Linked DNA regions of Mus musculus: all the other regions are linked to region 1. Evidence: chromatin contacts called from public Hi-C and promoter capture Hi-C data. All regions are on one chromosome and are shown on one strand. The core of a region is the stretch at or near the end of the contact, and the rest is flanking DNA. Distances in the headings are between cores, read along the strand shown. Region 1 holds the start of Fn1 (fibronectin 1). Region 2 has its middle 18 kb from the start of Gm4319. Region 3 holds the start of 4933417E11Rik (RIKEN cDNA 4933417E11 gene). Region 4 has its middle 49 kb from the start of Gm28818.

Region 1 (5,992 bases), core at 1,718-4,217:
TTTAAAATAGGTAGGTCCCTTGGGCATATCTTATTGAAAAGAACCAAGAGATCTTCCACTGTCCACACACACACACACACACACACACACATACAGAGAGAGAGACAGAGAGATTCCATCTCTGCTTAGATCCATCTTCCAGATGTAGAGGAGCTAGGTGGGTGACGACATGGGGTTTGGTCATTGAAGTAAAAAGTATTCACTATTCAGTCAGGGATAACAGGAAAAGGCAAGGACAGGCCAGAGGGAAGTGTGTATATGTGACCTCAATAACTCCACAGAAGGCCTCTCTTACTTGCAATGGTACAGCTGATCCTGCCTCTCCCAGCCCCGATGCAGGTACAGTCCCAGATCATGGAATCTTTAGGGCGCTCATAAGTGTCACCCACTTTGTAAGTGTTCCCAGTGTATTTGTCAAAGCAAGTCTCTTCAGCTGTGGAAAGGGGAAAAAAAAAAAGTCCATGTGAGTCTCACACACATACATGGCGACTCTGAAACTTAAGAGAGACAAGTTTTTAAGTTAGGCTTTAATAAAACCAGAGCTCTTGACCTTTGGCCAGCTCTCAGCGGTTCCCTTATTTATAATGTAAAGAGTTCCCAGGAAAAAGCCACACCCTGTGACCAGCTGAGTTGCAGAGGAAAGATTCCAAATTCCAGTCTCAAACCAGGGAAATCAATTCAAGGGTCACAAGGGACACAAACAGTTTGAAGGTTGCCGGCCTCCCAGCAGTGGCTGGCCTTTGTCAGCCCCACTGAAACATTTGTCCTGTACCCTCCCTCAGCAGCCTCTCTGAAGGGACTGCTGTAGCTCACCGGAAGCGTATCAAGGGGCTTCAGGAGTCTCCGAAGTGGTAGTGGGTTGTTGTTTTTGTTTTTTTCACGGAACTGCAGCTAACAAATCACTTTACAACCCAGTGCCTCAAAGCAACTTCTGGCCCATAATTGGGAGCCAAAAGATCCGAGATCACTTTCTAATAAATTAAACTTTTATAAGCAAACTTTTATAAGTTTTCTTTTTGAAGGGAGACACGCAAAACCTCTCATTTTCTAATCAAAAGCTCCAAGAGAATAAAAAGGCGGCTTTGGAGACTCGTGTGGATTACATTTGTTTTAGAGGTAAGAGCATGTGAAAAGCCAGTGCAAGAAGTCTAATAAGAGGGAATTACAAGCGACTGGAGCAGGGAGGAGGAGAAGGCAAATGTGGTTTTACTTAGAGCATCATCTCTGCCAGGGCCCAGACTGCCTTCCACTTACGCTCAGGCTTGCTCTCGCAGTTAAAACCCCGGCTTCCTCCATAGCAGGTACAAACCAGGGCGTTGCCTAGGTAGGTCCGTTCCCACTGCTGATTTATCTGATAGTGCTTCCCATTGTCAAAACAGCCAGCTGCGAAGAATTGATGGGGAAAGTTATTAACAGTTCCATCCCTCCCTCTCTTTTTTCCCCTACAAAACTACTGAATTTTGCCAACTGACTTGGTGAGCCTGCACAAACAAAAAAACTCTTAAAAGCAATATTCCACTAAAGTTCAGATGTGGAAACTAGCTAATCAAAGATTTAAGCATTGTTTATGTAGATGGATGTTTAGGGGTTTTTTCCTTCTTATCTTTTAACTTGGGTAAAAGTTATACAATGACGTCATGTCCTTATGGGCAGGGGAACTACCTCAGCAGACTTGAAACACTCTGAGAGGCCAGAAATAGAAATTACTTTTAAATCCTGAGGGCTTCAATACTCTTAACAACAACAACAAAAAGACAAGAAAGAAAACTTAAGTTGGGTGTCTTGATGACTATGCCAATAACCCCAGCTCTGTAGAAACTGAGGCAGAAGAATTGCTCCCAAGTTGAACACACAAGCCTGGACAACACAGGAGAATGCCAGGCTAGCTTAGGCTACAGTGTGAGATCATGGCAAAAAAAAAAAAAAAAAAAAAAAAAGAAAAAAAAAAGAAAAGAAAAGAAAAGAAAAGAAAAAGAAAAAAAGGAGGGAGAACTTTTAAATTTTCCTCTAGCCCAAGATAAAGGAAGAGTGTGTCTCTGAAAAACTGGAAGAGAAATGGCTATCCTTGCTCTTGGGGAAAGAATCCTAGGCTACCCCCCCCCCCCCAAAGCACTGAGCCAACTAACATCTCTTTCAAGTTGGTAAGAAACTACCTATTTAGATAGTCTCACCTCCTCCCCGTGTTAAATATTTAACCAGCTATTTGCTGATAAAGAAAATAAGGATCAGGGGAACCACAATAATCTCTGATGTAAAATTTGTAAGTTCGTGTCTCTTTTCTCTTTCACACGTTTTGGTTCCTGGAAGGGCGAACTGAAGGTGTAGAATTTGTTAGCGCACTTGAGGGGAAGAACAGACGGTCCCTACCTCCACTTCACCAGCAACCAGCCTGTTCAGACCTAAGCCTTTTGTGTCCACAGCTGGTTTCCCTCGATAAAGCGCGCACTCACACACGTTCGCACAGCCACGCACGCGCGCAAAAACTTTAGCCACAACTTGAGCGGGCGCTTGAGGACCAACCCATCCCTGCCGCCGGCCGGTTTGAACCAGACTGTCGGTACTCACGCTTGCTCTGACTGACAGCCACCGGGGATTGAGGCTGCACGATTTGCTGAGCCTGCCTCTTGCTCTTCCCGGCTTCGGTGCAGCGCACCGAGGTCCCCAGGCACAGGACTGCCAGCAGCAGCAGCCGCCCGGGTCCCGGACCCCTGAGCATCTTGAGTGGATGGGAGGAGAGTCGCCCTCCCCAGGAGGCAAGTGGCCACGAACTGTGGGTCCCCTCGCAGCCTGCGGGAAAAGTCCTGAGGTGGGGACGCCGGTAAGGAGATGGAAGGAGAGGACCAGAAGTTGTCCGGCTCACACCCTGGGCTCCTTTTCTCCCCCTGTGCAGCGCAGCGGGTGCGAGCGGTTGAGCCCCAAGAGCAGAGGCTTATATGGGACAGTACCTTCCCGCCCCCCACGAGGCCCTGCGCGCCGGGGAGGAGGGTCCGGTCCGACTCCTCCCGCCCCTCCTGCCGCCGCAGCCGCCGCCGACCGCGCGCCTATTGGCCCAGAGTCCGGGTGACGTCACGGGGTACGGTGGGTTCGCCCCGAACAAAAGAGATGCTGATCTCCCGCCAGGTCTGGGACTAGAGAACTTTTTTCCCCTTTCTGGTTTCCTTTGCGGTCGTCAAACTTTTGGGAGGAGGATTGGGGGTAGGGATGGGAAACGGCTGTAAAGTGATGTAGACTCGAAGGAAAGGGAGGGAGGGGCTGGAGCCTAAGGAAGCCTGGGGTGGTAAGGCTTACCCCCCTCATCTCTTAACTTTTTTTTTTTTAAATTGGTGGCTGTGGTGGTGTTTGAGAACATTGCGTCACCTCTGAGAAAAGTCTGTGCACACCAGAGTGTATTTTGTGGGAAGGGAAAAAGTCATAAAGTGGCCACCACCTTGTCCCTGTAGGAATCCAAACTTCACTTTTGCAGCCCCGGGGCGGGGCGGCTCCTTCTGGGTGCTTTTCCTGGGTCCTGGGCGCCGCCTAGGGTCCCCTATCTTTGCCTTTATGGTGTTAGGTAGGCTCAGACCTCGGTTTCTCCACGCAGTACCTGCCAGGTTTCAAGGAAGAGCCTGGGAGAGAGTGAGCGCGTGGCAGAGGTGACCCCCTTCCCTGAGCTTCCACAGCCCTCGGTTCCGCGCGGCGCTCTACAGATTCCAGAGAAACTCACAGGACCAAGTTTCTCTCTAAGAGGAAGCAACAGAAAGTTTCTTTTCTAAGTCGTGAAGCACAGTTTTCCTTTCCTGGGGATGGGGTGCCCGTTTCTTTTAAAAGGGCAGTAGTGAACAGCTTAAGAAGGGGAAAAGTTGAACTGGCTGATGAAGGGGGGCGGGGGGACCCTTCCCGTCCATGCCACGTTCACTGGGCCATCTGCACTCAAACCTAGGTGGCCTCTGAAGGGGGAGTTGGGGTGAGGATGGGTACAAAGATTTAATGTCTTGCCTCCCTCCAGACTTTACCCCGAATCCCCTTGCATGTGTCCGGGCGTTTATTTTATTTTATTTTATTTTATTTTCAGACTTCGCAGTCATGGCAGAATTCCACTATCCACCCCTCCCCCGCTGCCAGATTTTTTATATTTCAATTGTTATCTGCTCCAAGAATGTATAAAGTTCCACTGAAAATTCTCTGGACTTCCTACACTACTGAAGTTGAAAAGGGAATAGGAGACGTCCCCCTGAAGCCAGCAGCTCTAACACGTTGGTCTTTTTTTTTTTTTTTTTTTTAACCTTTCAGACACACACAAGCCCAGTTGCTTTGGTAGGGCTTCAAAAAGACCTTCAAGAAGCCCACTATTTTCAGAGTAGCAGATCCGAACCCCAAACTTGGCTTTCTCCCTCGGTTAGGCGCATGGTCTCCTTTGCTTTGAGAACATATTAAAGCTACTAGCTAGCAAAATATGTTGTTTGTACCAGGTTCTTGGATAATTTGAATTTGTGTGCTTTATAAAATCCTCAACACATTAAAGACACAAAATTAACATTTATCTTTATTGATGTAAAGAACTAAAAACAAAACAAACACACACACACACACACACAAAAAAAACCCACAGCAAATACCAGTTTCTTACAAGCAGTGTAAAATAAGTCAAGAATCTTTGTGACCAACACTCAGGGTTGAACCAGTGCCATACATTCCCCCAAATTTAGAATCCCGTCTGAGTTAGTTTTTTTGGAATTTCTCATCATCCCTTGACAAAACGGTTTTCTCTTTCAGATATAAAAGGGCTCCTTGTAAAACAGTGAACTTCTGGGAAGTGCTCTCTCCAGGGGGGGAGAAGGATACCTGGAAATCAGGATGCTTGCTAGATAAACCCGAAGGGAAGGCTTTCCACAAATATGGTAGATTCTGGAGGAAGGAAATAAGTGGTTAGAAAAGAATTTTGTCACAAAAATATGATAGTTTGGTGTATTTACCGTACTCAAAATACTTTAAAATAATATACTTATTGGAAAGGTTTGTGGGGAACCCACTTTACATTTCAGAAGAAAGTTTTCTCTTTCAGTCCCATAGAAAATGTCTCTGGTGGCCCACAAGCAGAAATATTTGGCTGAATTTTATAGGAATGCTTTGACTTGAAAGTTGTGTTTTGGTTTTGATTTGGGACATGGAGATATTTTCTTAATTAAGGTAAACTGGCCCTGCTACGGTAGCCTTCCCCCATCCAGATCTCTTCCAATTCAAGTCGATTATCTCTAACTCAGAGGTAATGAAATCTTAAAGACTACAGTTGGGGGTCAGGGAGCTGGAGAGATGACTCAATGGTTAGAGCACAGGCTGCTCTTCCAGGGGACCCAGGTTCTGTTCCCAGCAACCACATGACCATGACCACCCACAACCATCTGTAACTCTAATTCTAGGGAATCAGTTGAAATTATACCTCACCAAACTCTTGGGTTTTTGTTTTGGGTGTTTTTGTTGTTGCTACTGTTGTTGGTTTGTTTTGGAGGGATTGTTTTGTTTTGTTTGTTTGATTCTTTTGTTTGTAGTACTTTTAGCATTCTCTGGTTTTATTTCAAAGACCTAATCCTAAATTGCAACAACAGAGCATCCTCATTTCTTAGTTTTTCTAGGAGGAAGTTGGCCTGAATTCAGTATACTGGTGGCTTCTCTTTGCCCATCAGCTCCTTGGGGGCACTAGCTGTCTGTGTGTGGCGGTATAAATGTGACCAAGACACATCTAAGCATGAAGGACCATGCCTTGCCTTGCTTCCCCCTGTAATTGCCAGGATGGCAGGATTTCCCCAGTGAGTTTCTGACAACTTAAAATTTCACTGGGGAAAAGAGAACGCATACATCTGTGGGGTACGTTCTTCAGATGTTGGCTGTCGGAGGGAGACGGTCAAGAGTGTGTGTGGTAGAGAGCTTGAGCTGGTTTGACTTCTTTTGAGTTAAAGTCGTAGTTGGGTGAAGAGCAAAGATAATTTATTAGACCCACTCACTCAGGACTGAAATA
Region 2 (5,992 bases), core at 2,361-4,860, 490 kb after region 1:
TGTCCAGGGAAATCTGAAGTTAAGGCTTCACACATGCCAAGCAAACACTCTGTCATGGTGATACGCTGTCGGCCCTTCTGTGGAAATTCCTACAGAACTATTGCCAGGCTGAGAGACAAGCTAGAGAGTGCCTTGTATCACCTCTGCCATTTACGACATCTGCTGTGTGACAGCTTATAGCTTCCAAGTGATCTCACATACATTCTTGTGATTTTTGGAACTCCTTTGTAGACTAAAGTGTCTGGACATATATACATGTACAATACACACAGCTATGCTAAACCCGGCTACCACTAAACCTTACAACTTGTTTACATTCTGGAAGATTCCTGCAGATATTTTTCAAAAGCTTTTAAAATGTAAACATGGGGCTTGTCTTCAAAAGAAATGCAGGTTCCAGCTATGCACACAGACCTAGCAGAAATCAAGCTCACAGAGACTCACGCTGTAAAAACATACTTGGAAAAAAATGTTCAAGTCAGACCGTGTAACTGGCGGTATAAACCAGGCAGCTGGATAATCTTGATCCTCGAGTTTATTACCTAGGAGACAGAGATGGTAAAACCTCCCTAGGGAAGCAACAAGTAGAAAACTGTATATAATTCAGCACTTTCTACAAGCCACGAGTGTGAATATCAAGTCCCCCTGACTGGTCTTTAGCCTCCATGTTAAAAGTTTGCCAAAGGCCAGGTATGGTGGTACATGCCTCTAATCCCAGCACTCAGGAAGCAGAAGCAAGTGGATCTCTATGAGTTCAAGGACAGCCTGGTCTATATAGCAAGTTCAAGGACAGCCAAGGCTACATAGAGAACCATGTCTCAAACAAACTAAAAGAAAAGAGACAGCTATAAGTGTGGTAACTGATGCAACCTCGGCAATGGGAAGGCAGAGGCAGGAGGATTGCCTCAAGTTTGAGACCAATTTAGGCTACTTAACAAGGTCCAGATCTACAGAGTGAGACTCAAAAAAAAAAGTTAAAATTGTAAGATTAAGCCAGCCATGGTAGTTCACATCTTTAATCCCAGCACTCAGGAGGCAAAGACAGGCAAATCTCTGATTACGGGGCCAGCCTGGTCTACAGAGTGAGTTCCACGGCAAGCAGCTAAAAGTGCTTGCTGCTCTTCCAGAGGACCTGAGTTCAGTTCCCAGCACTCTCATCTGGCTGGTCACTCCTGTAACTCCAGCTGCTGGGGACCTGAAACCCTCTTCTGGATTCTGAGGGCACCTGCACACATATGCACATAGACACAGATACAAACACAGGTTAAAATGAAATAAATCTTTTAAGAAAAGAAAAGAACTAGACAAACAAGCCCAGAGGAACTTGGTTTATTTTTTCTTTCATTAGCAGAAACTTGGAGGCCTGGAAGTCTTCATAATTATAAACTTCTGATTCCAAATCACCCTCAGGAAAACCTCTCCACCTTTCATCTTTCTTCTTGATGTCAATTGATAAATGGTCCCCAGAAGAGATAACCTTTAAAATGTATCACAAAATTTTAAACTAAGTCAATGGAGAAAAATAAAAATGTGTGTATTAACTCAAGCTTTTAAAACCTTGTCCTTGGGGAAGGAGTCTGAAGGAGAGGATGGGAGCAGGGAAGTGGATATTATCATATTTCATTATATACATAAATGTGTGAAATTTTCAAGAATAAGTAAAATTATAATAACAACAGTAAGGATGCCTGAAACAAAGTCAGAAGAAATCATATTATTATTTATCTACCTAAAATTATATAAAATAATGTAAGTCTGTATAGACATGAACAGTTTAAATGAAAATTTCCCATCTGGGTTTAACAATATTCCCCACAAAATCTATAGGCTATCTAACAAGACTCCAACACCAGACATGAGACTCTCCTTTTCAAGTTGCTGGTCAAGGGCATCCAAGAGATTCCCAAAACATAGCGGGCTATTGCCGTTGCCCTTGGCTGGTTCCCAGAGGTGGAAGGTGACACTGGGCCCAGAGGCCCCTGAGCTGGAACTGACCTGAATGCTCCCCCCAGCCCCCACCCCCCACCCTCCAGGACTAGCTTTTATGATACCAGGAGGTGCCATTCAAGCTTCCAAAGGATGGAAGCAACCAGTAGTCCTCCCCAGCCATGAAGCCCGTGAACCACAACAATGCCCAGCAAGGCACGATAGCCCTAAGGGTACAGTGGTGGCTCGAATAAATTGATAGTAACTAACAGCTCTCTAATTGGACTTCAAGCCGGCTCAACAAGAGGGAAGCCAGGTCTGCTACTGGGAACCAAGCCAACTACCCAGATTAGTGAAACCATGGATCTTGGAGGAGAACCTGCAACCACCTCTTTATTAAACCTCTTTTACTAGCACAGTCTCTAACTACATTCTAAACAGGTGTCCTTACACCCATGAGTAAATGCATCCTCACTCCTCCTCCACGGAACTTCTTGAAACAGATGGAGACTGTTAGAGGAAACCACAGCTCATCAAGAGATCATGTCGTGTCCAGTCCCATCAGATTCAACTACAGCACAACCCCTCCGCCTTAGCCTCCGGGATCGCCATGGAAGAGAAAGGAAAGATTGTCAAAGCCAGAGCAAACAGGAAGTTTGCTGTGAGATTGTGTCTCTCAGAAATGTCAGAGAAACTAGACCCATGGGGTCTCATAGTCATGGCTGCCTAAGCAAGACTTGAACAAGGATGAGGGCAATAGGCCTGCTAACCAGGAAGGAGGAAGTCTCACGAGGCTCCAACCTGTAAGCAATTAAGGAATAATGAGAGTGTGAGAAGTAACCTACCTAGGGAAGAGCTCTGTGACTGGTTATACAAAACCAAGTGGCCAGCCTTGAAATGGTGGGTGTGTGTGTGTATACAATTATATATATATGTGTGTGTGTGTGTATATATATATATATATATATTAACATTATAATAAAAACATTATACAAACTTAGCACTTTATATTTACATAGTTAGAAATATATACATACAAAATATACATATATAACAATAATTTTTTAAAATTTTTTAAGATTTATTTTATCTATTTTATGTATATGAGCACACTGTAGCTGTACGGATGGTTGTGAGCCTTCCTGTGGTTGTTTGGAATTGAATTTAGGACCTCTGCTCACTCTGGTCAACTCTGATTGCTCAGTCCCTGCCTGCTCTAGCCCAAAGATTTATTTACTATAAATAAGTACACTGTGACTGTCTTCAGACACACCAGAAGAGGGCGTCAGATCTCATTACAGGTGGTTGTGAGCCACCATGTGGTTGCTGGGATTTGAACTCAGGACCTTCGGAAGAGCAATCAGTTCTCTTACCCGCTGAGCCATCTTGCCAGCCCAACCATAATTTTTTAAATAAGCTGTAAATTTGAGAGAGAACAAAAGTACATATGGGTGTTGAGAGGAAATATGTGATTATGTTATAACCTCAAAATAAAATCATATATTAAAAATAAATTTTAAAGAAGGATTACAATAGAAGTAGAAAATGGAAGAAAGGTGGAAAGGGGCGAGAAGAAAAAAGAAGGGAAGGAGAGAAAAGAAAGGGAAATTAACTGTTCTGGTAGTGTTAAGGACAAAGGCGGACTTGCCAGACAACAGAATGGGTCAACAGCGACACCTAGTGCTCAATCAGAATCCTGCACTGCTCTTCCGCGTGCAAGGAGGATCCGTTGTTTATTGTAAAATGCAAATCAGCTTCATTTGTCAACTGCCTGAGATTCCCATGCGTGTTCACTTAAGCCCTTATGCTGTTGTTTCTACAGATGTTCGCAGATAAAGGCACAGATTGCTCCGGAGAGACCTGGAATCACACAACCTCGGTGCAAGAGGGGGTGGTGTAGGGGTGGGGGGGTGAGAACCCCCTCAGCCCCTCTTCCTAAGGGCTACACTGAGTGCCTAAGGGTCCCTGGAGGAGAGAGGTTCTCTGTGGGTTTGTAGGTTTGTTTGTTTGCTAACGATGTTTTTTACATGGTAAAATTTAGATGGTGTCCATTTTAAAAAAAAAAAAAATTCTGGATTTGCTTTCAATCTTTTCCCACTACTCTTAACTCTCTGGTGAATAGTGAATTCTGCAGGGAACTACTTAAACTGAAAACTATCTAACTACCTATTAAAGCTATAAATGGAGTGTGTGCCAATGATTTTTAGAGCAGAGATGTCTTCGACTACTTGTGGTACTTGGAATTCAACCTAGAGCCTAGTATATGCTAGACACTCTTGTACTGAGGTATCTACCCCTAGTCTTTTCCAATGATTTGGGGAGGGGAGGAGTGAAATATTATTTGCAATGATAATGTTCAAATAGATAACATTAATAAGGTGTAACTGTGCTATTGAAGGAACTCTAGCATAGAACACTAGGCACCCAGTTACTAGGCCTTCCAAGCCACACACACACACACACACACACATGCACACACACACACACACACACACACACTCACTCACACACACACACACACACACACACACACACGCACCCAAACACCTTTTCCTCATTTCTGCTCATCTCCCCTTCTATCTATCGCTCATCTTCCTCCCCTTACTCTCCTCGGGTCACACCCAGCCCACCTCCCTGTTTTCTGAACCTCTGGGGTTTCTAGGACCTCCGGGGGTAAACATTTTAAATTTGGATCTGACTTCTTTCGGTGACAATCAAGAGAAGGGCACTGGACAAGGGATACACAGCACTGCAGTAAAGACATAGCTTAGTTAACCCAAAAGGCTACACACGGCAGACAGAGCAGCAGTGGTTTTCCATGAGAAGACAATCTTCTCGTGGACAGGCACAAAGGTGCTGCCCTGGAATACCCGCCTATTTGCTGAAAGAACCACCTCTCAGTGAGTATTCATTGGATCCTTTAAGAAATGTCCTCGGGGCCAGAGAGAGGATCCAGTTGTAAACGTGCTCACTTCCATCGAGCCTTAGCACAATCCCCAGGACCCACATGGCAGAAGAACAAGATTCTCATAGGTTGTCCTCTGACCTCCACGTGCATGTTGTGACATGTAGAGACACACACACAGACCAAATAAGCAAGGGTTTTTGTTTTGTTTTTGATGTTTGTTTGTTTACGACAAGGTCTCTCTACATAACCCTCATTGTCCTAGAACTCACTATGTAGACCAGGCTGGCCTCAAACTCACAGAGATCCTCTTGCCCCTGCCTCTCATGTGTTGGAATTAAACACCTGTGCCACCATGCCTGGCCAAATAGAGTTACTTTTAAAAACAGAAACAAGCTTTGCCACTCTTCTGAGAGACCACAGACCTTCCTGGCTCCTCCCGAGGACTCCTCACCTACTGACGGTGCCAGTCTAGTTCTCAGGGAGAACCAAGAACCAACCCTCTAACCTTTTGCCTTTCAGCTTCACCTGTGACATAGTCCTAAAGCATGGTGTAATGCAATTTTCTCTATAACCATTCATTCATTCATTTATTCATTCATTCATTCATGTTTTCTTATATTGAGTATCACCAGAAACCTAAAACTACCTGACCCCCAAACCCAGCATTTAAAACTAACTTGCCGGGATTATGAAAATAGTCTAGAAGCTACTCTTCATAGCTGAAACATTGTGGTTTATCTGAACTCTAGGCAGCCTTCGTGTGTGTGTGTGTGTGTGTGTGTGTGTGTGTGTGTGTGTGTGTGTGTGTTCGTGTGATTGCATGTGTGTGCTTGTTTGTAGGTGTGTGTATGTATTTGCCTATGTGTGCAGGCATTGATAATCACTGATATATATATATATATATATATATATATATATATATATATATATATATACACACACACACATATATGTGTGTGTGTGTGCATGCACACATATATGCCTCATATACTACATATTTCTTGCAATACTCCCTTCAGACTACCTTCCTCCTCTTGACAGTTGAAGAAATCAGTCACAAAAGTTATGCAAATTCCCCATCTTGTTACAGCTCTGCTCACTTGAGACCCCCGGGATGCAGCTGAGAGACTCTGCACTCTGCCATTCTGCTACACCCTT
Region 3 (5,992 bases), core at 2,473-4,972, 350 kb after region 1:
CATGTCATTTCATGACGGAAAGGAAGTAAACTGGCATTCAGACCTGTGACCTGTTGTGCACCATTGTTTATTTGCAGTTATAAACTTCAACTGGGGTTTGTGCGATCTTCCATGTAAACCTTTACTCATTCAACTGTTTGTTCACTCACACTGAGCAGACTTGAGTCTCCTTGTATTCTAGGCACTGGGGAAAAAAGGGTAAACTAAATACAAATGTAGTGGGGGCAACAACAGGTCTTTCTACAACAGTAAAAAGTGAAAACAGGGCCAAAAGTGAAGGTAGAAATCAAATAGTGACTAGTAGCTGCCAGAGGAGAGCTAATGATGTTTTCAAGAGAAAACAGTATATTTCAAAAGAGAAAGAAAGGCATTGACAATACACAAATACACAGACATACATACATGCACCCCACACACACATATATGAACACACACACACAAGGCATTCTAGATATTGAAAGACCAGATCTTGGGTTCAGACTCCATCTTAGAGAACCTGACCTAAGGTTGAACTCTCTAGCACCAGTTTCCAGGTTACTCCCCATCAAACCTGTGCATACAGGTTACAAGGCTGCCCCTGGCACTTCACTTCTTAATAACCACCAATCAGGAGGAAAGCAGAAGTTAAGTTTATGGTTTGGCTCTAGCACAAGTCAGTTATGTTAAAGGACAACAAAATTCCTTAATAGCCCCCCAATAAGATATGTGCCAGCCTAGAACCCCCCTCACTTGCTTACTTGCTCACCATTTCCTATAAAACCTTGTCCCACTGAAAGCTCAGGGCTTCTCCCTCCCATCCTGCTGCATCAGAGATGGCAGTGTAGCCCAAGCTCAACCTTAAATGATCAGAATTGGCTTGCATCAGAGTTGGCTCCTTGGCTGTCTTTTGAGGTTCAAGAACACTTAATGGGCACAACAAAGTAGGACATTATAAAATGGACTCTCAGCAGTAAGAAAGTATGAGACTGCCAACCCATTCTTCTCTTGCAAAGAATGCAACAGGAAAAGGGAAAGAGTATGCAGCTTGCCTGAATGCTCTCTGAGAAGGCCCAGCTGTCCTCTGAACAGCAAAATGCAGCTTCGGAAAGCAGAGCTAAGCCTCTCTGGCTGATTGAAAAAATATGTACAGTCTGAGAGTAAACACAGGGCTAAGAACATCTTGCTGTGCACCGTGTGGTCAGCAGGCTCTGCTGAGCTCTTAATACACAGCAATTATCCACAGTGCTGACTCATGCTCCTGAACTCCACAGATGTCTTCCATTTTTAGAGACTCTTTTAGGAGCCTCTCCATCTTTCTCGTGGGTGGCTGGTGTGGACTTTCAAAGGAAAAATCCAAGAGAAGACTTTCAGTGGGAGCACCCAGCCGGAGCCCCCCAGAAAGTGGGTGCCTCATAAGAACATTCCAGAAGCTGCTTGGTATTTCATGGTCTAGCCTGGAAAGTGACGTGCTGTTTATTTCTGCTCTGTCCTATTGATTGAAGCGGTCGTAAACGCATGCTCAGGGTTGAAGGGTTGGGGGATTTAAATTCTACTTTTCAATGGAAGAAAATCAAGATGTAAAGATCCTCTCTTAAAACCAGAACACTGGGCCTGGCAAGAAGATTCAGTAGATAAGGGCGCCAGCTGCCAAGCACAGTGAGCTGCAGTTACTCTCTAGACCTGATGAAGTGGAAGGAGAGAATCAACTCAAAAAACGCTGTCCTCTGACCACACACACACACACACACACACACACACACACATGCTCACTGTGGCATATGCATGCCTACACAGAGACACACAAAAGGGGGGGGGGGTTAAATGATACTAAAAACAAAAACCAGAAGGCGTCACCTTCTCCTTTCACACAGAGGGTCCAATGTTTACGCTGTTCTGCAGACACCATATTGCAAGGAAGACAGAAGAGCTAAGGGACTCAGAGACATCAGCCCTGGCGATACTGAGCTAATGAGCCAATCAGAAAACTATTAAAACCTCCAGACCTTTGATGATATGAGAAAAACCAACTCTAATTTATTTAAGACATTCTCAAGTTCTTTTATTGCTTATAGCAAAATAGTTTCCAGCCAGTGTACCACCTCCGCTGACAGACATAAGGAGGAGTGGGCTACCATCAATGGACCAGCATCCGGAGGAAGCCAGACATATAGAGTTAAGAAAGCTATGTGAAGGCATTTTGGACTTTTATTATAGCTTCTGAGGTCTCATCAACTCTGGCTAAGCCTCAGAGAATTTCAAAGCAAAGCATATTTGTAGCTAACTGACATAAATTTCGGGTATAAAACTGACATGAAAAATGCATTATCCTTAAAAATTGGTAGAGCACTTAATGACTACAAAGCACTTCCTGGTCTTCAGCCCCGTAATTGGAGTAGGTGATTTACACTCTCGTTTTCACTCAGTGTCAACCAACCACAATGTACAAAATGAAGACATTTGTCTCATCCAAGAAATTATACCCTTAGAAAACAAAGCCCAGACAACGCATCAGGGATTCGGAAAGAGTGAAGGAATGTCAAGTGCTCCTCCAAAAGGCAAGCTGAGAAAAAGCTCAAAACCAGTGAACTCCTCCCTCCTCCGATGCAAGGACCCATTCCAGCTTCATACTGGAATATAGAAACTGAGAAAGAAGACCTCACAGCCCCGCCCCCTCTGCCCCCTCCCACTCGTGAGCTCACCAAGCTGGGTTTGTTTGGGGGTTTATTTATCTCATGTACAGAGCACGTGGGCTCTCAAGATTGTTCCTTTTATCTTAAAATGAAGTTCATAAAAGTGAATTATCTCGGCCGCAGCCATCGTCCAGTAACTCGCCAAAATGACGAACACAAAGGGAAAGAGGAGAGGCACCCAATATATGTTCTCTAGGTCTTTTAGGAAACATGGCGTTGTTCCTTTGGCCACATACATGCGAATCTACAAGAAGGGTGATATTGTAGACATCAAGGGAATAGGCACTGTTCAAAAAGGAATGCCCCATAACTGCTACCACGGCAAAACTGGAAGAGTCTACAATGTCACCCAGCATGCCGTGGGCATCATTGTAAACAAGCAGGTTAAGGGCAAAATTCTGGCCAAGAGGATCAATGTGCGGACTGAGTACATCAAGCACTCAAAGAGCAGAGACAGCTTCCTGAAGCGGGTGAAGGAGAATGATCAGAAGAAAAAGGAAGCCAAAGAGAAGGGCACCTGGGTGCAGCTGAAGCGCCAGCCTGCTCCATACAGAGAAGCACACTTTGTGAGGACTAATGGAAAAGAACCTGAGCTGTTGGAGCCCATTGCATGTGAATTCATGGCCTAAAGTACAAAAGAAATTAAGTACCAGTACCAAGAAAAAAAAAAATAAGTTAATTATCTCATCTCTCAGAGATGAGATGTACAAGATCTGTGCATAGACTTGGACTCTGAGATCCAGTTACATTCTGGAGTTCAATACAACTCCCAATACTTGGCAGTATTTGGAAAGCTTGGAGCTTAACAAGCAGAACGGGAACTGCGGGACTGTTCCTAGAAACACTTCCACTCCCCATCAGATGATTCACCTGTGGATCTCCGCGGAGGTTTCAGTGTGTGCTCAGACCTCACACCACAGGACTCTCCTGGAGGGGAGTTTCCAATATTGACTTAGGAAAGGTCAGCTCTTGCTTAGTGCCAGAACCATGGTGGGTTGCAGCCAGAGCCTCTGGACTCCATTCCTGCATCCCACCCTTCCCAGTATGCAGGACTGAAGACTTAGCATTGGGGGGGGGGGGCTGCTCCTCAGATCTCCAACAGAACCAACTGCCCACTAGTGTACCACATCTCCTCAGAGGTGGTCCAGTAAGATGGAACTCCTAGACGGGCTGCAAGCTTCAAGTGGCCCTTGGAAGTCCGTGGGTTTTGAGCATTTAACTCTTCTCCTAATCTTTAACACGTGACCTCTAAATCCTAGGTCTGGAGCCCTGAAAATTCTAATGAAACGCAATGACTAGTGTAAGACAGTATTGTTTTTCATTTGCTTGCTTGTGAGTTGGTTCTGTGTTTTTGTTGTTTTTGAGTGAATAGGAAAACACGATTACACTTTTTTTTTTTCCTGAAGCTTCCACTTTCCTCAAATTTTCCATTTGGCGGCTATGTATTAAGCCTATTCTTTGTGACCCCAGCTAGTCATTATCATTATGAACGAGAAAATAGAGCAGATGTCTATTTGGATAATGGTGCTGACTTAGTAATCTAGGGAACACTCTTATGGAGGAAAGAGCTCCAGTGAACACCATGTGTGTGATCGGGGCAGAAGTGCAGTTCACCGGAGACATCGTACCAGCTCCATCAGAAGTAATGAGATGTGCACGTGCCTGTGTCTATGTGCTCAGCTGCACATTTGCAATGTGTCGATTCAGAAAAAAAATGAGATTTCTGATTTGCAATGTGTTTGGTTTTCCTGTTTTCCCAGCAATGAATAAAAACCTGTCTTGTAAGGTCAAAACAGCTTACATACAATACCTTCACATGCCGTATAGGATCCTAGCAAAATCTGCATGCACGCTCAGGAATCACTCTCTCTAGAACCAGCATCCTGTTGCAATCCCTAAATGGGTCCTTGAGCGCTAACCAAAACAGTGTTAGCACTTCAAAGTTCACAGATGCGTAAATTAGACAGGAAGGTGAAGGATCAAGGAAGCAGGTTTCTTCATTTCTAACTGCTGCCATCTGGTGTGAATCTAACTCCCGGGGAGAAGCAGACTGGCAGGTGACAGCTTAGAGCATGGCCGGTCCTTTAGGAATGCCACCCAATCCTTTTCCTTGTAATTGGTACCTGCGTTTACATAGATTTACATAAATTATGTATCCGTTCAGATCCTCTTAGTGCCCATTTAGCATTAAAATAATTTGATATTTTTAAGATACCAAGTCTCTTATTTCCTTTCTCTTTTTTCATCTTGCTGTGTTACTCTGTCACTGTGGGCCCCACAGTGGTATCTGTCAATGGAGAAGTCATTCATTTATTGTGTCATGTAAATTGAGGGAATCTGCAATCTTGGCCTGTCCTTTTCACTGTCAATCCAGAGCCAACTTCTGTAAACTTTCTAGGGCTGGATGTGGGAAACAATGAAGATAACACTGCCTTCCTGCTGGTCCCAGAGGAGGCAAAACCTCCTAGCAGATAAACATGGCATGCCTGATTCCCACAGCACAACAGAAGTAGGCAAGCTTGGGGTCACTGGTGTAGTCCCTTCTATTGTGATGATGGTGCTCTCTGCACATTCAACTGTATATCCATCCTGTCCTTTTCAGAAAGGACTCAGGGCATGTCCTCTTCTCTGCTTCCTGGAAGTTCTCACTGACAGTGCTTTGTCGGGCGCTCGTTGCTCTGGTCGTCCGTGACACTCTCTTCTCTGCTATCCAAAGGCACTTAGGAACACTCACATGCCCTCAAGCCCAGCCCCCACACTGACATGAAGCTGTCCTATATACTACAATGGATTTCTTTCTTCCTTGTATTCCAGTGATGAGACCGCTAGAGGATCTTGGGCTTGAAACTTACACAGCCCTGCAGCTCTGCACTGGCGTGTGTATTAGTAGTCCTTGGAGAAGTTGGGCCCTACCCTCCCAGGGAGCTAAATTAACCATAGTGGAACAGATCTCAGCAGTGCAAGCCTTGGTATTCAAAGCATGAGCCAGAGTTGAGAATGCTATAAAACTCACTGGATTTACCAGTAAAGGAAATCTTCACTTGGGAGGGTGTAAACTCACAGAAAGATAAGCTTGGGGTCTCCCCCACTTTCAATGCACACACCATTTTCTTTTCCTGTAGAAGTGATTATTAAATATTTTTAAGAAATAAAATTTTTTTTAAAAAAGAAAGAAATAGAAGAAAACCAAGAGGTTCACCCAGGGTTGAAATTTAGGAGACATATTTGTCTTCCGGGTAATCCTGTCGGGAGTTTAATAGAAAATGAAATCTTTCTTGAGTACAAGCTCTTACTCTCCCCAGCTTTACGGTGACTCTGAGACT
Region 4 (5,992 bases), core at 1,385-3,884, 290 kb after region 1:
GTGAGTTTCCCTTAGAACCCAAAACTCTCTTCATCAGTAGTGATCCAGTCTCTCGCATACTTCCACAGAGACCCATTTCGAGACTCCTGGAGTCCTTGTATGCCTTACAAGGTACGGTGAGTCAGCAGAGAAGAGGGAAACTGCCTGTAACTTCTCAGGGCATTTTAAGCCATCTGCCAAACCCTGGCTTGCCAGCTGGCACGGAACAGTACTCTTCCATCCAGCAAGGACTCACGTATGTGTAGCTGAAGATGGACATAAGTTGTTCCGTTTTAACCTGATTCATCCACATGAATAAACAGTGAAGTGTATTCCCCTGGTAAGGTGGCTGGCAGTGTGAGCCACAAAGTAAATTATGAAGGATTAATTTCCCACTTTGTCCTTCCACGGAGAACACAGTGTCCAATGCTATTCTCAAAGCTTCTTAGACACCCCCTCTTGCCCCTGTTGGTACCCCAACACACACCCTCCTCCCTTAGGTCTGGGTCTAACCTGCCTCTTTTGGAAGTAAGCTTGCACTTCAAATGACTCTTACATTTAACTCACTGAACTTCAATATTCACAACTTTTGCCCATCACACATCTGCTAAGACTTCTCGATCTTACCAGCACTACATAGGGTAATAAAGATCCAACAAAACTTGTCACAACTAGAAAGTATGTAAGCTAACTAAGAGTGGTGTCTTCGAACCTAGCTGAGGCTTCTTGTATACTCCCAGGGCTTGAAGGAGAATGACAAGGGAAATCTCTTATCTTGAGGGGATTAACCTTAAATGACACCAAGCCAACTGCAGTTAATGCCTCTCAAGACCATCCAGTGTACTGGCTAGAACTGTCTTGTAAATCCTGCTCTGTGGGAAACAGGATTTAGCAGAGTTTCTCACAGTGTGGTTCTGGGACAGTCTCTGTGGTTAACACATTCCCAGGCTCTATTCCTGGTTATCTCAAAAAGGTCTTAGGAATCTGCTCTTTTTGCCTCCTTGAGAAAAGGTCTTGCTTGTAGACCAGGTTGGCCTTAAATCTGTAATCATCCTTTGTCAGTTTTCTGAATCCTGAGATTTCAACCATATACTACCATGCCCAATTAAAAACTTCAATTTCTTCTCCCTTCTCCTTTTCCTTCTTTCCTTCTTTCTTCTTTTCTTCTTCCTCCTTCCTTCCTTCTTTCCCTTGTTCCACTTCTTTCTTCTCTTCTTCCTCCTCCTCTTCTGCTTCCTCTCTTCCTTCTCCTCCTTTTTCTCCTTCTCCTCCTTCTCCTTTTTCTCCTTCTCCTTATTCTTGTTCTCCTCCTCGTCCTTCCTCCTCTTCTTTTTCCTTTTTTCTTCCTCCTCCTCCTCTTCCTTCTCCTCCTCCTCCCCCCCCCTCCTCCTTCTTCTTCTTCCTGAAACTTGCTTTGCAGACCAAGCTGGCCCTGAAGTCACAGATCACCTCCTCCTGCCTTCTGAGTTCTGGTATTAGCAGGCATGCCACTATGTCTGCAACAGCCCACTTTTTAATGGTGTTTTCTGGGTGTTTAGGGTTTGTTGCTGTTGTTTGCTTGGCTTTTAGTTCTTTATATATTTTTGTACTTTAACCCTCTGTCAGATTACAGTTAGTAGATTTTCCACCTATTCAGCAAGATGTCTCTTCAGTTTATGAACCATTTCCTTGGCTGAAACACAGAACCTTTCTAATTTCACAAAACCCCACCTATTGATTATTAGTCTTATTTTCTGGGTGACCAGAGTCCTTGTCAAGAAGTCCTTACCAGAGCCTATATCCTGGTGTGTACTCCCTATCTGTTCTCGTAGGGCATTCACAGTTTCAGGTCAAAGATCTTTGACCCATTTGAAATTGATTTGTGTTCAGGGTAAGAAAGAAGGATCACGTTTCATTCTTCTACGTGTAGAACTTTCCTCAGCACTATTTATTAAAAATGCTCCAATGTGAATGTTTGACATCTTCATCAAAACTCAAGTGGCTGTAAGTCTATGAACTTATGTCTGGCCCCTAGAGGGATCTATTTTTTAACAAGCTTCCCATATGATAACTGCCAGAACATTTGGAAATCATTTGTCTAGACTTGTTATTCTTAAGTATTTATTTGCCTAGGAATATCTTCTTCTGAAAGGAGATACTACACACAAGTCAACATATAAAATAGATAAGAATAAGATTTTCATAGAGGAAGGGCTCAAAATACTCCATCCCTAGCTGAAGAACTATTGGCAGATCAGGACTGAGAAGGGAGGAAGGGTCAGTTTTCTTCAAACGTGTGAGGCTCATGGTGAGTTGCCCATGTTCCAGTGGATGGCCCTGATCCATGCACTATATCCTGTCCCTCGTCTCTCCCTCTCTATTTTTGCTTCCAGGCCACCATGAGGCAAGCAGCTATGCTCTCTCCTACTCTCTGTTATGTTGTTCTGTAGTTAGGAGCAATAGCGCCTGCTAATAGACTAAAACTTTGCACCAGAATAAGTATTTCCTATTACGGTGTTTTTCTTGAGTATTTTATCACTGCAACAGAACACCAACTAACAGCTCTGTTCTGGACATAGTTAAAAAAATATTTCTTGCTTTAATGAAATGCTTTACTCCCTATGAATCCATTATGCAGGAACAAGCTAATGTTCAGGGAGTGATTTATGCATAGCTCTGGAATTAGTCAGTAGTAAAAGTTGCCCAACATTGTAAATGTGCTTGATGCTACTGAATTATACACTTTTAAACAGAAGGGTAAACTTGATATTGTATATTTTTATTGAGTTGAAAAAAAGATTTATTCACAAAAGTATTCCTGTCATCATTATTTATGGTAATGGGAATTTTAAAATGCTGAAGCTCAACATGAGAGTCGCTGCCACATTACAGTGCCTTGGGGGATGCTCTGACATGCGCAAAGAGAAAAACAAAAGGAAGGATGGAAGACTGTGCAGTTGGCTCCTCATGTCCATAGGTTTCAGAGCTGTGGTTTCATCCAACTTCAGATTAAAAATGCAGTTCTGGCCAGGCAATGATGGTGCATGACTTTAATCCCATATTTTGAGAGAGAGGTAGGCAGTTCTCCAAGTTTGAGGCCAGCCTGACCTATAGAGTGAGTTTCAGAATACCCAGGGCTACACAGAGAAACGCCATCTTGAAACACTGAAGAGAAGAGAAGAGAAGAGAAGAGAAGAGAAGAGAAGAGAAGAGAAAATACAGTTCTGCCCATGATGCATAATTCCACATGCACTATGGTGGTTATTCCTGTAGTAGATTTGAACAAAATTGTTTCTTACAAGGGACATCTGTGTAAAATATCACCTCAATCTCAACGATTTCCTCAAATCTAGAGCAATCTGGACGGGACTAAATCAGAGTATTGCTAGTAATGGAACCTAGAGGAATGATGGGATTCTTAACACTTTCTCCAGTACTTTCTGGAGTTTTCTACAGTTATTATACGTCGTTTAAAGGGCAAAGAGTTTTAAAAGGAAATAAACAATCATTTTACTGGTTGGTCTCTATGAAGTTGCTGCTAATTAGTGAACAAAGGAACATTCATCTCTGATCCTATGTAAGTTTTATTTATTATTTTGGTTTTCTGAGGCAGAATTTCACACAGTCCTTGAGCTTGCTTTGTAAACCAGGCTGGCCTTGAACTCAGAGAGATCCACCTGCCTCTGCCTCCTGAGGACTGCGATTAAAGGCAGGTACCACGGTGGCCACCACCACCACTTGGCTATTCTTAAATATGATTAAATATGGATGGAACTTGTGAAAAGACACAAGAATACTAACAGCAAACAGACTCTGAGTCTGGGATTGTGTCCAGCCCTCAGCAAGCCTTGAGTCACAGCCTCTGCGGTAAGCAGCAGTAACACTCGTGATTACACCTGGTTTTAAAGAGACACAGAGATGTTTGTGTAACCTGCCCCAAAACAAGATAGGTGAAAACAGAACTCATTCCCAGATAGCTGGGCTCTGGAGTTCATGCTCTTAGTGCCTCTGGGATATATATGTATGTATGTGTGTGTGTGTGTGTGTGTGTATGTGTGTGTGTGTGTATATGTGTATATGTGTATATATATATTAATATATATATATATATATATATATATATATATGAAAAAATAATAAATAAGAAGAATTGTGTTAGCTTTAATAATCAAGACGTATTGATGTATTAATAACCTGGCACCAGCATGGTGTTTTAAAGCAATAGGAATGTAGCCAGGCATGGTGGAGGACCTGTGATTTCAGCACTTGGGAGGGGAGACAGAGGCAGGAGCATTACAGTGAACAGAAGCCAGCTGGAGCTATGTAGTAAGCTCCAAAGCAGACTATGTTTTCAAAGAAACAAAAGACCCACTGTGTTATCTTCCCATTCTAGGTCTCAGAAACCTGAAATTACCTCCAGGGCTATGCTCCTTCCATTTGGAGATTCCAGGATAAAGCCTCTTCCTGGCTCAGCATCTTCGTTAACTTGTACCCTCTTCATCTGTCTTTGACCCACGTGATGTCTCCTCAACCCCCTGCTTCTGTTCTTCTTCACTCTTTTCTCTGACTTCCTGTCTCCTCGTGTAAGGATTGTGTAATTCAGTTAGCCATTCTAATTGTCTGCAATAACCTGGCTCTATCTCCAGAACCCCACTTCCATCACATAAAAGCGTTAGGGCGTGAGCGTCTTTAGGAACAGTAACTAGGTTTACCACAGTAGGATATAAAACTTCAGCAAATACAGTGTGTAGTGAAACCCATCTGAACCCAAATGTGGTGAGCGGGTAGGGAAGTTTCCAGCAGCTGTCAAATACCCAGAGAATGTACTAATGTTCGCTGAATAATTACTTTTAAATCCTCCTGGCTTAAAACCTTATAAATCCTTCTTAAACATGTATTTTCTTTTTTTTTTCTTTCCATTTTTTATTAGGTATTTAGCTCATTTACATTTCCAATGCTATACCAAAAGTCCCCCATACCCACCCACCCCCACTCCCCTACCCGCCCACTCCCCCTTTTTGGCCCTGGCGTTCCCCTGTTCTGGGGCATATAAAGTTTGTGTGTCCAATGGGCCTCTCTTTCCAGTGATGGCCGACTAGGCCATCTTTTGATACATAAAACATGTATTTTCTTAAAGAGTTTGTTAAAACGACTTTTCAGTACTCAAGTCTATGGAAGTAACCACTAAGATAAATAACACAAAAAAATCAATAGTTTATGAGTTCATTCCTTTCAAGTTGCTATACCTTAGATCTTAAGCACGTGCTAAAGACCTCTGTGGTAAAGGTTTGATCCCGCGAGGTAGTGGTTTGAGAGGTGGTAGGAACATCAGAAGCTAGAGCCTAGTTGGAACTTTTTCATTTATTTATTATTTATTTATTTATTCTTTTCTCATCTCGACCAAAGTTCCTCCTCCCTCCTCCCCTCTTAGTACCGCCCTTCACCTCTCTTCTCTCCTAAGTCCACTCCCCCATTTCCCTTCGAAAAAATAACAGAAAGAAAGAAAAGAAAGAAAGAGAGGTTGAGTAGGCCATCAAGGAATATCAACCAAACACGGCATAGTAAGTTACAATAAGAGTAGGCACATAACCTCATATCAAAGCTGGACAAGGCAACCCAATGGGGGAACAGGGGTTCCTAAAGCAGGCAAAGGTATCAGAGGCATCCCCCCACTCCCACTGTTATGGGTCTCATAAGAACACCAAGCTGTACAACCACAACATAGATAGATGATAGATAGATAGATAGATAGATAGATAGATAGATAGATAGATAGATAGATAGATAGACAGACAGACAGACAGACAGACAGGACCTAGGTCAGACCCATCCAGACTCCCAGATTGTCACTTCAGTCTCTGTGAACTCCTATGAGCCCTGGTTAGTTGATTCTATGAGTCTGTTTTCTTGTGGTATCCTTGACCCCACTGGCTCCTACAATCTTTCCTCCCCTTCCTCCTCCCTGAGCTCTGTCTAATGTTTGGCTGTGGGTTTCTACATCTGCTCCCATCAGTTGCTGGATGAAGCCTCTCTA

The links. Promoter capture Hi-C pulls out the DNA fragments that hold promoters and counts their contacts. Hi-C and Micro-C count contacts between places; a contact is called where the count stands out from the background.
Region 2: a Hi-C map of the C2C12 cell line shows a contact between it and region 1, with 2.7 times the contacts expected there. The contact joins the enhancer-like site here to the promoter of Fn1 in region 1. A contact is called at or near these places in 8 of 39 promoter capture datasets (the C10 cell line, cranial neural crest, embryonic stem cells and 5 more), 1 of 15 datasets of contacts at CTCF or cohesin (the NIH/3T3 cell line), 4 of 484 Hi-C or Micro-C datasets (the C2C12 cell line, the HL-1 cell line, bone marrow-derived macrophages and 1 more), 13 of 115 datasets of contacts at active chromatin or transcription factors (the NIH/3T3 cell line, cardiomyocytes, embryonic limb bud and 3 more) and 4 of 9 other capture datasets (adipose tissue, embryonic stem cells, liver and 1 more).
Region 3: a contact with region 1 is called in a promoter capture Hi-C map of liver, with 9 times the contacts expected there. The contact joins the promoter of 4933417E11Rik here to the promoter of Fn1 in region 1. A contact is called at or near these places in 16 of 39 promoter capture datasets (the 3T3-L1 cell line, 3T3-L1-derived adipocytes, the C10 cell line and 10 more), 1 of 15 datasets of contacts at CTCF or cohesin (the NIH/3T3 cell line), 11 of 484 Hi-C or Micro-C datasets (the C2C12 cell line, the Patski cell line, embryonic heart and 4 more), 11 of 115 datasets of contacts at active chromatin or transcription factors (cardiomyocytes, craniofacial prominence, embryonic limb bud and 4 more) and 3 of 9 other capture datasets (adipose tissue, liver and pancreatic islet).
Region 4: a Hi-C map of uterus shows a contact between it and region 1, with 2.4 times the contacts expected there. The contact joins the enhancer-like site here to the promoter of Fn1 in region 1. A contact is called at or near these places in 8 of 39 promoter capture datasets (the 3T3-L1 cell line, 3T3-L1-derived adipocytes, cranial neural crest and 3 more), 7 of 484 Hi-C or Micro-C datasets (the N1E-115 cell line, liver and uterus), 4 of 115 datasets of contacts at active chromatin or transcription factors (craniofacial prominence, embryonic forebrain, pancreatic cancer cells and 1 more) and 3 of 9 other capture datasets (adipose tissue, liver and pancreatic islet).

The regions. Positions count from the first base shown.
Region 1 is chr1:71,650,267-71,656,258 of GRCm38.p6, forward strand. It overlaps Fn1 (fibronectin 1), which reads right to left and starts at 2,968. Exons shown (of 46, transcript NM_010233.2): 1 at 2,566-2,968; 2 at 1,255-1,383; 3 at 296-433. The coding sequence starts at 2,716. It overlaps Apol7d (apolipoprotein L 7d), which reads left to right and starts at 3,069. Exons shown (of 4, transcript NR_040308.1): 1 at 3,069-3,120.
Region 2 is chr1:72,138,456-72,144,447 of GRCm38.p6, forward strand. No RefSeq gene overlaps it. Among named protein-coding and RNA genes, the nearest start is that of Gm4319, 18 kb to the left of the region's middle. Within about 2 kb of position 3,611, at least 32 of the 459 cell types and tissues checked have an H3K27ac peak or open chromatin away from gene starts, as enhancers often do. A contact at or near this core is called in the C2C12 cell line and the HL-1 cell line, where this site is marked.
Region 3 is chr1:72,001,473-72,007,464 of GRCm38.p6, forward strand. It overlaps 4933417E11Rik (RIKEN cDNA 4933417E11 gene), which reads right to left and starts at 3,723. Exons shown (of 3, transcript NR_040454.1): 1 at 3,540-3,723. It also overlaps the pseudogene Gm5528.
Region 4 is chr1:71,945,102-71,951,093 of GRCm38.p6, forward strand. No RefSeq gene overlaps it. Among named protein-coding and RNA genes, the nearest start is that of Gm28818, 49 kb to the left of the region's middle. Within about 2 kb of position 2,635, at least 14 of the 459 cell types and tissues checked have an H3K27ac peak or open chromatin away from gene starts, as enhancers often do. A contact at or near this core is called in the N1E-115 cell line and uterus, where this site is marked.